Linked DNA regions of Sminthopsis crassicaudata: region 1 is linked to region 2. A link is a contact called in public Hi-C data. All regions are on one chromosome and are shown on one strand. The core of a region is the stretch at or near the end of the contact, and the rest is flanking DNA. Distances in the headings are between cores, read along the strand shown.

The links. A called contact is a pair of places that touch in the nucleus more often than the background predicts.
Region 1: a contact with region 2 is called in a Hi-C map of hippocampus, with 2.3 times the contacts expected there. The contact joins the promoter of DDX11 here to the promoter of RHNO1 in region 2. A contact is called at or near these places in 2 of 2 Hi-C or Micro-C datasets (fibroblasts and hippocampus).

Annotation. Positions count from the first base shown.
Region 1 is chr5:195,348,038-195,351,594 of ASM4859323v1, reverse strand. It overlaps DDX11 (DEAD/H-box helicase 11), which reads right to left and starts at 1,973. Exons shown (of 27, transcript XM_074269303.1): 1 at 1,823-1,973. LOC141543689 (maestro heat-like repeat-containing protein family member 1) reads right to left here. Exons shown (of 40, transcript XM_074269297.1): 40 at 3,412-3,557.
Region 2 is chr5:195,136,734-195,140,314 of ASM4859323v1, reverse strand. It overlaps RHNO1 (RAD9-HUS1-RAD1 interacting nuclear orphan 1), which reads left to right and starts at 1,522. Exons shown (of 3, transcript XM_074269290.1): 1 at 1,522-1,657.

The sequences.
Region 1 (3,557 bases), core at 724-3,223, 210 kb before region 2:
ATTTCAATTTCTTTACCTAAGCAATTAAGAGTTCTTAGGCTTGCCATCCCCTGCCTAATACTTATAAATATATGAATATATATATGAAAAAAATTAGGTCCTTAAAATATCTCATTCTTTCTGAATGATCTGGGTAAAAACACAGTCTCTTTCTGAATGATCTGGGGGACAAAGGATGTGATATGATAAAAACGTAAAAGTTTTCATTTTTTACAAAGCAGCAAACTTTACTTTGAGGAAGCAACAAGATTAATCTATTTCCCTCTGAGAACTAAATATGTAACTGATTTCCAAATGTTGGTTTTGGGTGTTTTTTTTTTTTAATTAACAGTGACAAAATGCAAAATAAACATGATAGTTCTAAATTATGTATTTTCAGTTTTATTCTGAAGATAATGGAGAAATACTAAGCAGAAGAATAGAATTTCTTTCAGATGCACTTAAATATTCCTATTTATTCTCATACTGTAAATGCTTGTAATATAAAATCAAAACACAAAAACACATTTGTTTTTTAAAAGAAGAGCTTAACAGAGGGTTTGAGCCGAATAAAGGTCAACAGAGAAGAATGGAAGGGTAAGTAGTGTCAGAGCAGGGGAATGTGGTGTAGCACAGCACTTGCTCTCTCATGTCAAGCTGGGGTTAGGATGTCGGCTAAAGTGGAGAGCCATAAGGTGGAACTGGAGGGGCGTGCTCTTGATCCTGTGCTATTTAATATCAATGACTTAGACAGTTATAAATGGCATATTTGTCAAATCTCAGAACAACGCAAAGATCAAAGGCACTGTTAAATAAAGCAGACAGTGTCAAAGTCTGCCAGGGGTTCTGGCAGAAGCCTAAAGGTGTGTCGAGATGAAATATAAGTGTAAAGCTCTACCTTCGAATTTTAAAAATCACCGTAAGAAACAAACATGGGGATGCACGAGTAAGAGTGTAGAAAGATTCGGATGAGACGGCTTTGAATAATATACATTTTGTCCACAGGGAGGCGCTGTTTATTGAGCAGGTACGGCAGCGCGAGTTCTCTGTGGCCGCACATTAAGGGTGCACTGAGAGGGGAGTCGAGGCAGGCAGGAGTTACACATTTTATGAAGACAATGTTTTGAAGTTCGCAAAAAGCTACTCGTGTCAGACTCAGAAGTTTGCCAGGTTTTTTTTTTTTTTTTTTTTTTAAACAAATTAAGAAATGGAGCCTGAAGCTACGGTGTAGTTGAGTCCTTGGCTAACAGAATGATCAGCTCCCTGATTCCATAGCTTTCGTTCTAGGCTCATTGCAAAAAATAAGGCCCCTCCCCCCAAACACTTGGCGCTTTAAGTGCTTTTTAGGGTCTCCTCAACAGCCCACAATCGGTGTTATTCGGTTTTTCTGGGAAAGTAACTCCAGCCCTATCCACCACGGGGACATTAGGTAAATCAATTGCAGCGTCTCCGAGCTTAATTTTTCCATCTATGAAACCAATCCAAAAATTCCGCTATTTAGTCCCAAAGGACTTCCCTACGAGGAGCTGGGGAGCCACAATTAAGCGGGCGCGCTCTTCCGCGCACGCGCCTCACCCCATCCGGGTCTTTCGCCCGATTTCTCTCCCCTCCCCATCCGGGTCTTCCTCCCGGTGCCTTCAGCCCGGTCTTCCGTCCGGCCCCTTCCTCCGCGTTTTCCACCCCGCCCTTTCTGTGCCCGCCCCCTCCCACCCGTGAGAGTGAAGGACCGCTTTCTACTGAGTCCCGCTCCACGCCATCCTCTGATGCGAACCGCTCCCTCTCGGTGCAGCGCTCGCCTGCTCCTTTTCCGCCCAGGCCGGTGCCTAGCACCCACAAAGCTCACCTCTTTTTGAAACCGCCGCCTCCAGCGGAGAGCATCGGCCTCAGGCAAGACGTAATCACGTCTCCGCACGCATAAACGCCTCCGCTAATCCCGGCCCTGCAGGAGAGCCCGCTAAAGAGCGAGTTCTCCGCCCCCACCCTCGCGGGTGCCCGCGGCTGTGCGCTTGCGCTCACTGCTCCTACTCGGGCTCCTGGATGCGAGCATGCACACTCCTGATGCGTGCGCACGCTCGGCACGTACATTTCTGATGTATCATACTTTTTAAAAAGTAATTTTTCCAATTCGATGTAAAGAGAAACTTTAACATATATTTTAATAGATTTTTATTTTCAAAATACATGCAAGAGAGTTTTCAGCGTCCACCGTTCCTAGTTTTTCTCCCTCTTTCCCCAACCCCTCCCCCAGACAACATTCAATCTGGTTAAACATGTGCGATTCTCCTAAACACATGTCCATGTTTATCCACACTTTTTGGTGGTTGTGGTGGTTTGGGTTTGGTTTGTTTGTTTTGGTGTTTTTTTGGCTGAGGCAATTGGGGTCACGTGACTTGCCCAGGGTCACACAGCCAGGAAGTGAAGTGTCTGAGGCCGGATTTGAACTTCAAGGGCCGGAGCTCTATCCACTGCATCCACAAGCTGCCCCGTTTTTGGTTTTTTTTTTTTTTTAAGTTTTGAGTTCCAAATTGTCACCCTCCCTAAAGTGGTAAACAATTAGATATAGGTTATACATGTGCAAAACTTAAAACATTTACATATTCATCCAGTCGTAAAAGAGAAATACACTAATAGACAGGAAATGAAAATAGTCTGGTTCGACCTGCACTCAGACTGAATCAGTTCTTTTTCTAGCATTTTCCCTCATGAGTGCTTGGAATTGTCTTGGATCACTTATTATTGTGAGAATATTTGAGTCTTACAAAGCTGATCATCAGCACAGTGTTCACCCGGTTCTGCTCACTTAACTTCGCATCTGCCTTTCAGGTTTTCTAAAATTCACAGCTCTTATTCCTTTACATTAACACACATACAATCAGTCCCACAATCAATGTCATGCTGTCTGTGCTAGCAGGTGCATCAGATTCAAAGCCTTAGATATTGTCTCTTTGTATAGAAAAAGCATAAAAAAGGAGACAGAAAATGTCAGTTTCATCTTCAGATAAGAAATGGGGGGGAGGGTTTAATTTTTTTTCATACAGGAAATCATTCACTCATTCATCTGTTTCTTTGCTTAACCACTGAAGGTTTCAGGGAATTTGACAATTAGGAGTTATAAAACTCTTAGAGAATTAAGGAGAAAATAGTAAGAGAATGAGTTCAGCTACTCACTGGAAACGTGTAGCAATGAGAGGAAGAGAAGACATAAAAGTGTTTGAAGAAAAAAAGTGAAAAAGAAGGAAGACCATTGAGGAGGAAACATTTCCCTCTACTTGAGAAGTAAAGCTAGGAACTGTTCCTGTTTGGGGAGCTGCATGCAATTCCTTTCCCCTGCCCTTCTCTCCCCTAAAAACCATGAGATGAAAGCCACCTTGTTTTAAAATAAGGAAAGAAGCTTTATTGATGAAAGTTATACAGGAAACCAGAAGTTCTGGAAGGGTAGAATAGGCACAGTATTTTCTGGAAGCCAAAACTATATTGGGGGCGGGGGATCTTTCTAACCGTGGGAGTATGGGGCAGATAGGGAGGAAATGGAAAGGAAGAGGGTGCTGGGTATAGGTACCAAACCAGGAAGAGAAATC
Region 2 (3,581 bases), core at 273-2,772:
ACCACTGCCTACTTCACAGCTAATTTATGGGCTTCTGGTGACCATTCTATTTCAAGTTTAAAATTGCTTTAAATCCTTGCAAGCAAGCATAAATGTAAAATGCAAAGAATGTGCTTGGATCTGCAAGCAAATAATAAACTTAAAATGCCTGCTCACATCTCTTTTTTCAGTGATCTTCACATAAAGGGTTCAAACAAATTGTTCTCTCTTGTCCATCTATTTTTCCCCTTTGTAATATAATCATAGATGAAATCATTGACTTTGAAATGAGTTTTTCACAAATTTCCAAAGATAGCCACTGTCATTTTGAGGGAGCATAGGCAGGGATTAAACCTCTCTGGCATAGGTGATAAGGGAAATTCATACTTAAACCATATCAGCGCGCCTTAAGAAAATTATAATTATCACCAGAAATGTGAATCCTGCATATCTACAGTAATTGGGACCAAATTCAGTTCATTCAAAACAGAAAAATATTACAAATGGGAATCAGGGACTGCTGTGGATACTTTGACAATTTATGCTATGCAGAAACTTTCCCACATGACAGGAGCAAATAGTGGCAGAGAACTTCAGAACAGCATTGACTCCCCCATCTTGACTGGCTCTGGAGAGTTCAGAAATTCCATTCTGCTTTCCCTTTGACTTTCCTTTGACCAATCCCTCTGTTTGGCTCTTAAAGCCCTTTATCATTTGGTTTCAGCCTATTTTTTTCTTTTCTTTTACTCTTTAATCCTTAAACCTTTTTTATTTTTGTTTATATTTATATTTTGTTTTTTGTTCATTAATATTTAAAAATTATTTTAAATTCAATTTTATTTATATTTCTGAACTCTCTTACTCCCTTCCCCCTTCCTCCCCCATTGAGAAAGCAAGAAAAATAAAAACTATTACAAATATATATACTCAAGCAAAACAAATTCCCAGATTAACCATGTTGTGTGTGTGTGTGTGAACAAATGTGTGCTTCAGTCTATACCCTGAGTCCATTATCTCTCTGTCTAAAGGTGGATAGCATGTTTCCTCATAAGTCCTGTAGAATTATGATCACTTTGTTTATCAGAATTCCTAAGTGTTTCAGAATTGTTTGTCCTCAACTATATTATTGTATAAGTTATTCTCCTGGTTCTGCTCACTCCACTTTGCATTATCTCATATAAGTCTTCCTAGATTTCTCTGAAATCATTTCCTTTTTAATTGATAGGCACCTCCTTAATTTCCAATTCTTTGTCATTATGAAAAGAGCTACTACAAATTTTTTGTATATATGGGTCCCTTCCTCGTTCTTAACTGTCTTTGATGTACAGACCTTTAATTTCTATTTGTCTTTTTACCATATTTCTAGCACAATATTGAATACCAAAGGTGATAATGGAGATCTGAGCTTTGTTGTTGTTGATTTTAGTTTTGTGACGCTATTTGGGATTTTCTCGTGGACAGTGGAGTGATTTACCATTTCCTTCTCCAACTCATTTTACAGATGAGGAAATCGAGGCAAACAGGACTAAATGACTGGCAAAACAAATAAGTAACGGAGACCAAATATGAACTCAAAAACAGAATGCAAGGCCCTTCTCTCTATCCACTACATCACTACTTTCCATCCTTGCTTTGTTCTTGAGTTTACCGAAAAGACTTCTCATTTATCCACATTAAGGTAATGTTTGCTCTTAGTTTTAGATATATGCTACTTATTACTTTAAGGAAAACTATTTATTCATATGCTTTCTACCAGAAAAGGTTATATCTTATCAAAAGTTTTTTCTATAGCTATTGATATAAAAGATTTCTGTTATTAATATGGCTGATTATGTTTTTAAGCTTTCTGGTATATCTACATTTCTGGTATAAATCTTGTGTTGTCATAATGAATAATCTTTGTGAAATGTTGCTAATATTTTAATTAATTTTTTTCATCAGCATTCATTAGGGATATTGGTCTCTAGTGTTTTTGTTTTTCTGTTTTAACTCTTTCTAGTTTAGGTATCAAGACAATATTTGTGCTATTGGAAGAATTTGGCAGAGTCCTTTCTTTTCCAACTTTTCAAACAGTTCATTGTTCTCTAAATATTTGGCAGAATTTGACATCTATTGGATTATTTGCTGTCTAGGGGAGGAGGATGCAGGGAAGGGAGGGAGAAAAATTTGAAACACAAGGTTTTATAAGGGTGAATACTGGAAACTATCTTTGCATGTATTTTGAAAAGAAAAAAAGCTATTGTTAAAAAATGTTTGGTAGAATCTGCTTGTAAATTCATCTGATCTAGGATTTGGTTTTTTGAGGAGGAGAGATAGAGGTATGTGGAAATTCACTTATGATTAATTCTATTTCTTTTTTCTAAGATAAGGTTATTTAAATACTGTTTTTTCTGTTCTGTTAACCAGGATGATTTATAATTTTGTAAATATTTTCACTTCATTTTGATTGCAGGGGCACATAATTGAACAAAATAGCTCCTAATAATTTTTTTATTTATTCTTCATTTGTTGTAAATTCACCTTTTTTTTTGTTTGTGATAAAGGTGATTTGGCTTTCTTTCTTTCTTTCTTTCTTTCTTTCTTTCTTTCTTTCTTTCTTTCTTTCTTTCTTTCTTTCTTTCTTTCTTCCTTCCTTCCTTCCTTCCTTCCTTCCTTCCTTCCTTCCTTCCTTCCTTCCTTCCTTCTTCCTTCCTTCCTTCCTTCCTTCCTTCCTTCCTTCCTTCCTTCCTTCCTTCCTTCCTTCCTTCCTTCCTTCCTTCCTTCTTCCTTTCTTCCTTTCTTCCTTTCTTCCTTTCTTTCTTTCTTTCTTTCTTTCTTTCTTTCTTTCTTTCTTTCTTTCTTTCTTTCTTTCTTTCTTTCTTTCTTTCTTTCTTTCTTTCTTTCTTTCTTTCTTTCTTCCTTCCTTCCTTCCTTCCTTCCTTCCTTCCTTTCTTTCTTTCTTTCTTTCTTTCTTTCTTTCTTTCTTTCTTTCTTTCTTTCTTTCTTTCTTTCTTTCTTTCTTTCTTTCTTTCTTTCTTTCTTTCTTTCTTTCTTTCTTTCTTTCTCTTTCTTTTCTTCCTCCTTGCTTTTTTTTGATGTGTCTATTTTTTAAAATCTACCTTCTTTTATTAATTTATTGAGTTCTTGGGGGTCTTTTTGCTTTCAAAAATCTTTTTTTTTTCAGAATTTCTATTTTGATATTTATATCAAATTTTAGTTTGATATTTTAGTTTCTAATGTGTTTGTGTTCTAGGTTTGTTTGTTTAGGGTCCAGTTCTTTGATCTGCCCTTCCCTTTTATTGATTAATATATGTAAAGATATAAATTTTTTGCTTAGTACTGCTTTGGCTACATTCCCAGAATTTTGGTATATTGCCTTATTATTATCATTATCTTTAGTGAAATTATTGTTGCTATGATTTCTCTTTGACCCATTCTTTCTTTAGGATGTTATTCAATTTCCAATGAATTGTTAAGCTTTATTTCAAAGTCCCTTTCTTGATAACCTTAAATTCCATTATGAGTTATGCATAGTCACATAAAAATGCTATAAATCACCAATGGTTAGAGAAATGCAAATTAAAACAAACTCTGAGCTACCACCTCGCACCTCTTAAATTGGT